Regions from separate parts of the Zea mays genome. Here region 2 is linked to region 1. Evidence: chromatin contacts called from public Hi-C data. All regions are on one chromosome and are shown on one strand. Each heading gives the region's core, a stretch centred on a gene start, on an enhancer-like site or on the middle of the called end of the contact. The rest is flanking DNA. Distances are from core to core; before and after follow the strand shown. Region 1 holds the start of LOC103644091 (Erythronate-4-phosphate dehydrogenase family protein). Region 2 holds the start of LOC542313 (phosphohexose isomerase 1).

The links. A called contact is a pair of places that touch in the nucleus more often than the background predicts.
Region 2: a contact with region 1 is called in a Hi-C map of endosperm, with 3 times the contacts expected there. The contact joins the promoter of LOC542313 here to the promoter of LOC103644091 in region 1. A contact is called at or near these places in 6 of 25 Hi-C or Micro-C datasets (bundle sheath, ear, endosperm and 2 more) and 2 of 3 datasets of contacts at active chromatin or transcription factors (leaf and seedling).

What each region holds. Positions count from the first base shown.
Region 1 is chr1:289,716,041-289,719,218 of Zm-B73-REFERENCE-NAM-5.0, forward strand. It overlaps LOC103644091 (Erythronate-4-phosphate dehydrogenase family protein), which reads left to right and starts at 1,474. Exons shown (of 3, transcript XM_020546981.2): 1 at 1,474-2,069; 2 at 2,576-3,178. The coding sequence starts at 2,691.
Region 2 is chr1:289,854,379-289,857,449 of Zm-B73-REFERENCE-NAM-5.0, forward strand. LOC542313 (phosphohexose isomerase 1) reads left to right here and starts at 1,784. Exons shown (of 24, transcript NM_001111898.2): 1 at 1,784-2,099; 2 at 2,321-2,387; 3 at 2,483-2,559; 4 at 2,652-2,733; 5 at 2,827-2,874. The coding sequence starts at 2,337.

The DNA.
Region 1 (3,178 bases), core at 224-2,723:
ATAACGTTAAATCATGTTTGTTTTAGTCCAACCGTAATCAGATACCACACTAAAATTTGATACCAGCTTATTTAAATTTGTTACCGTCAGTAATCGAGCGTAAACCATTACCATTACCATTTGCGTTACATTTCTTGAACCAAACAACACCTTGCTTAAATAGAGGTCTAATTTCACAAAAAAATATCAAATAATTATAGGATTTGGCATCTCCTGTCCTAAATATAGGCTCAGCCCTATCCTCTCGTTTTGTATAGTATTTCTAATCTTTTATTTTCTAAATAACATGATATATTTTCAAATAATATGACATGAGACTCAACTTTAGAGTTGCAAATATTTTTGTGACTTTAAATACTTTAAATTAGATTCTATTTTAATTTTTAGGACTTAAATATATAACTTCTTGTTGGTGATGGATACTCACGCATTCTAAGATAAGTCTTTATATTACATTTTGGGAAGAGAAATAATCTTAACTTTGATCAATTACATATGAACATGTTAACATTAAGATACTAGATAAATATTATTAGGCTAATTATATCGTATAATTTTTATTTTTAGTAAATTATAAAAAACATATTTGAAGACGTAAATTTGATAATATATATATATATATATATAGAGAATTAGTTAGTCTTTATTTATTTTATTCCAGAATTATATAATCCAACTTATATATTATATAATCAATGTTCATAAATTATTATAATTTAGATATCTAAATTACATAATTCACTTAATAATTTGTAGGGTAAATAAACATACCTTAATTGCTCGAACTTGTTCGCTGTGAATCTTCTACGGCAGCAGCCGCTGCTGCTGTTCTGACGTTGCAGGACACAGGAATCTACACAGCCATGGCCGCTGCATGCAAGTTGGATTATATATATATGTTTGGAAGTTGGAGCGGTACACTAATATGTAGTTGGCTAAAAGAACTCGACCTCTAGGGAATAAGATAGCTCCCTGTTAGGTAGGCTAGAAAATCTTTGAACTTCTGTCCCGCTCATACACAGCATCGTAGCCTAAATCTTTGAACTTCTGTCCCGCTCATACACAGCACCGTAGCCCATGTTAGAAACGACTATGACCGAGACTAAACCTTAGACCCGTGTTGTATCGTGGGACCGACGAAAAAGTTTTTTTAACCACAACTAACTAACTAACTAACTCGATTAGAGACTCTTTCATAATATGTAGTTGTCTGAAAATTTACTAGTGAAATTAGCTAGTTAATAAATATTTGACTAACTAATAATTAATTTGTTAAAAATATCTAATAGATAAATAATTATCTAGATTGTTTGATTATCTTTAATTAATTTTAGAAGCTAACTATCCTTTCATCGAGTAGAGTTTTTATCGTTTTTTCCGCACATCCAAGCTCCTCGTGTAGTCGTGTCTGCGAACGGGTCATATCTCGAACATTCGTCAAGAACACGCATTTCGGCATCTCACCACTCTCCCAAGGTTTATTGAAGTTTTGGAAAAAGACGAAAAATTTCCTGCCTCAATTAATCAAATTATGGGACTGATGGCGAGAGAGATATTTTGGAGGATTGAGCCGACGAACGAATTGAGACGTGAACTGGCAGGTGCCGGCGTGTCACACCCCAGTCCACGTGTGTTGGCAATGGATGTCGGCGAAAATTCGGTCCATTGGATTGGATCTATGGGCATGGATGGCTGACCGGGACCGGCGATTTGCAGTGGCAGAAACAAAAGTTATTTTTAATCAAATCTATCTCGTTAAAGTAAACCTTACAAGTAAAATCATCATAGATTTTCTCATAAGCTAATTTCTCCCCATCATCCATTACCATCCCGAACTTCCAGCGTGCCCCGGACTCGCCATCCGACCTCCCCCCCCCCCCCCCCCCCCCCCCGTCCGCTTGCGCTTGCGCCTCCCTCTGCCTTCGCGCATGCCGGCCAGAGCCCGCGCTCCTGACCGCGCCGCCGCACGCATCCTCGAGCCTCCTTCCGCTTGTCGTCTCTGGCGCTCTCTCTGCTGCTGGACCGGGGTGCGCCGATCCGTCCGGGCTTCCGATTGTTCATCCGCTGTGGTAAGGGACCCCGTCGTGCTTGGATTGGATCGATCGTTGTAAGATGAGCTCGATCCTTGTCTTCGTTTTCGTTGATTGGAGCAGGCGAATCCATACCGCCCTCTAATTTCTGGAATGGCGCTCCAATCCGTTCAATCTGTTGATTTGGCGACCGCTAAATCCGGCCTGTGTTCTGATTTCCTTTAGAGCTTCACCTTCACGTCAACTTCGGCCCCTTTTGGGATTCGATTCGTAGAATTACCTTTTTTTGGGTGGGTGGGGGGCGAAGTCCTGTTCGCGCGGTAGCCATTAGTCTTCTGATCATTTGCCTTTTTTTCTGTTCTGTTTACTTCTAGTTTTGGGATTAGAGTTCTATATGTTACGTGTGGGTGCATATCGGATAGCTTGTGAGTAAATTTGTGGACAAGCTAGCATGTTTTATGTTTGCGTCGCCTTAATCTAACGAAATATTCCTTTGTTCATACCTCTGGAGCGACTTTACAGGTTACAGCTTTTTTTTTTTGCAGTTAGTGGAATTGAACTATTTTTGAGGCTGCAGAAAGAGCTGCTTGTTGTGTAATCCACATCTTGACGCCTGTACCGGTGCGATAAGGAATTGTATCATTTTGATATTATTGCAAGATGGGCGATGGGGTGGCTTTTGAGGCTGCGAGGAAGATTATCATGCACCCGCTTTATACGCCAAGGTCTTCTCCGTGGCTTGACTTGAAGGTGTTCTATGTTAGGGTAAGCAACTGTGTGGTGGATGAGTCTACACCGGACCATCTCACGCTGAACCACATCCCTCTGTCACCTGATACAGTTATCGAGGTGAATGGCCAGCGGAGCAGCTTGCATACTGAGTTCATATCCTCCTCACTGAGGAGGGACAGGGTTGACAAAAAGACAGAGGAAGCTACATTTGTCAGCACAGATAATATACGGATGACAGGGAGTGCGAGGTTCCAAGTGTTTGATAAGAATGATCTCTTGCTCACAGGAGACCTAGATTTATGCAATGCCAATGGAGTCGTTGGGGAATCGAAGAACAGCAGCAAGAAATGGAATATGAAGTGTCAGTCATCCACATCATGCAATGGCTTCTTGAAGGGAAAGCTGTCCAATGGCTC
Region 2 (3,071 bases), core at 534-3,033, 140 kb after region 1:
GGCTGTCGGAGGTGCGGCGGAGCCTGGCGGAGGGACAGCTGTTGGAGCGGTCGAGTCCCTGCTGACGTCGTTCTGCTTCCGTAAGAGAGCTGGGGGCCGCCGTCGTCATAGAGCTTGTGGGGCGCCATCATTGCCCCTCTGGCGGAGCTGGCCGGATGGAACGCCGGTCTTGTTCTCCGTGACCCGAGTCGATTCGGGGTAGGATGATGATGGCGCTTCCTGTTGACGTGGCGGTCTGTGCCCTAGGCAGGGCGACGTGGGGGTTCCTCCGAAGCCGAGGTCGAGTCTGTCTTCTGTTGCCGTGGCCGAGCCCGAGCCATGGGGTCGGGCGAGGCGGAAGTCGTTCGGCCGAGGCAAAGTCCGAGCCCTGGGGTCGGGCGAGGCGGAGTTTCGTCGTCTTCCGGGTCTTAGCCCGAGTCCGAGCCCTGGGGTCGGGCGGAGCGGAGTTCGCCGTCTTCCGGGTCTTAGCCCGAGTCCGAGCCCTGGGGTCGGGCGGAGCGGAGTTCGCCGTCTTCCGGGTCTTAGCCCGAGTCCGAGCCCTGGGGTCGGGCGGAGCGGAGTTCGCCGTCTTCCGGGTCTTAGCCCGAGTCCGAGCCCTGGGGTCGGGCGGAGCGGAGTTCGCCGTCTTCCGGGTCTTAGCCCGAGTCCGAGCCCTGGGGTCGGGCGGAGCGGAGTTCGCCGTGGCGCCTTTGTCAAGACCTGACTGCTGGTCAGACTCACTCTGTCGAGTGGTGCTGCAGTCGGAGTGGCGCAGGCGGCGCTGTCCCTCTGTCAGACTGGTTAGTGGAGCGGTGGAGTGACGGCGGTCACTTCGGCTCTGCCGGGGGCGCGTGTCAGGATAAAGGTGTCAGGCCACCTTTGCGTTAAATGCCCCTGCAATTTGGTCAGTCGGTGTGGCGATTTAGTCAAGGTTGCTTCTGAGCGAAGCCAAGGCCTCGGGCGAGCCGGTGATGTGTCCGCCATAAAAAGGGGGCCTCGGGCGAGACGGAAGTCTCTCGAGGTCGGCTGCCCTTGGCCGAGGCTAGGCTCGGGTGAAGCATGATCGAGTCACTCGTGTGGACTGATCCCTGACTTAATCGTACCCATCAGGCCTTTGCAGCTTTATGCTGATGGGGGTTACCAGCTGAGAATTAGGCGTCTTGAGGGTACCCCTAATTATGGTCCCCGACATAATTATATGCTAGCACTAATCTTATCATGACAACCACAAATTACAAATAAAATATGTTAATCAGGATCAATATTATCCTAATTAGCATACAAAATATGCACTAATTAATATATTAACACTTATCAAAGTTAACCTTAACATCGTAATCATCAATCATCAAGCAGTAATATAACATACCAATGCTCCTTAATTATTTACTAATGATAAAGCTTAGAAAACATAACGGCAACGACTAATATGCAAGCAGCCATTATATGCAAACATATATTTTGATCTGTTGGATTTAGATCTAACCGTATGTGTAATCGTGGTTTGTTACGGACTTTTTTATAAATCTACACGATGTGGTGGTAAGAGGATTTAAATACTAAATATAATAATGTCGTTAGATCTAAATCTAATAGACCAAAAGACCTGTTTACACGTTTACACATAATATCTGTTTGCATATTAGTCGTTGCCAAACATTTCATAACATATGTTTTTGTGACTGTAATATTCAGCATCTGATAGAACAATTTTTTCTATTAAAAATAACCAAACATCACTTATATCCGCTTATTCATAGAACAACGTCTTGGAACGAAACGAACCCTAAGCAAATCGAGGTCGAGGGGTGGTCCGATCTCGGTGGCTACTGATTGTCGGCCGCCCTTTCCGCGCCGCGGTCTGCGCTTTGGCCGGTCCTGCGGGGCCTTGACGTCCGCCCGGGTCCCCGTCAACCATATCAACTGAATATCCAATTCAAAGGGCGGGGAGCGTACGTGTACCACCACCGTCTTCCGGCCGTCCACCGTTTCCAGCACACAGGGTAAAGGCAAGCAAACGAGCGGCGGGACGGCTAGCCCGCAATACAAAATCCGGAGGAACTCCCAGGAGGCGAAAAGCAGATCCGTCTCCCCCGAGCCCCGACCGGCGATCGCTATCGGTAGGTGTTAACCCGTCCCCCAATCCCCCCTCGCCCCCTCGATCTTTTTGCTCTCTCGGTTTGGTGTGCACCGCGTCACGCCGATCCTCAGCCTGTTGGTTACCATAGCTCGATCGGGAGGTTGCTTGGGTCCGTGTTTCCGATGGGATTGATTGCTGATTAGCGATTCCGTTGTTTCCGCGTGGCTGTTAATTTGGTTTGTCGTCTCTTCGTTGTCGCAGACTTGTAGCGGAAGCCATGGCGTCGGCAGCGCTAATCTGCGGCACGGAGCAGTGGAAGGCCCTCCAGGTGCGTTAACCCGTCGCCGATCGCATTGTGGCGAGTCCTATGATCTGATTAGCTCACCAATCCTTTTTTTTTCTGCTTTCACTCGGTGGATGCAGGCGCACGTCGGCGCGATTCAGAAGACGCACCTGCGCGACCTGATGGCCGACGCCGACCGATGCAAGGCAATGACGGCGTAGGGACTCACGTCTATGCGAATTTCATCTCGTCTCCCGCGTGTGCGTGGATTCTGTTTGCTTACCCGAAGTGAACGGTGTTTGGTTGCAGTGAGTATGAAGGGATCTTTCTGGATTACTCGAGACAGCAGGCGACTGGTGAAACCATGGAGAAGCTCCTTAAATTGGCTGACGTGACTCCTCTGTCGCCTTTTCTTTTTGTGTCATTTTGTGTGTGGGGATTGCGCCTTCCTGTGGTAATTTGGGATCTGTTTGGTTTGTTATAGGCTGCGAAGCTCAAGGAGAAGATTGAGAAGATGTTTAAAGGTGAAAAGGTATGTGTGATGATCTGAAACCGCTGTTCAGTTGCTCCATCACAGACGTAGATTCAGTATGCATTTCTATGTAAAGCGTGATAGAGATGGAACATTGGGTGCTTCCTATTTTATTTGTTAGTTAGCTTGGATATAGTTACTTCATAGATCTTGCCATTTTTTCTGATGCATGATTTTGCACAGAAGTTCCTAAAATG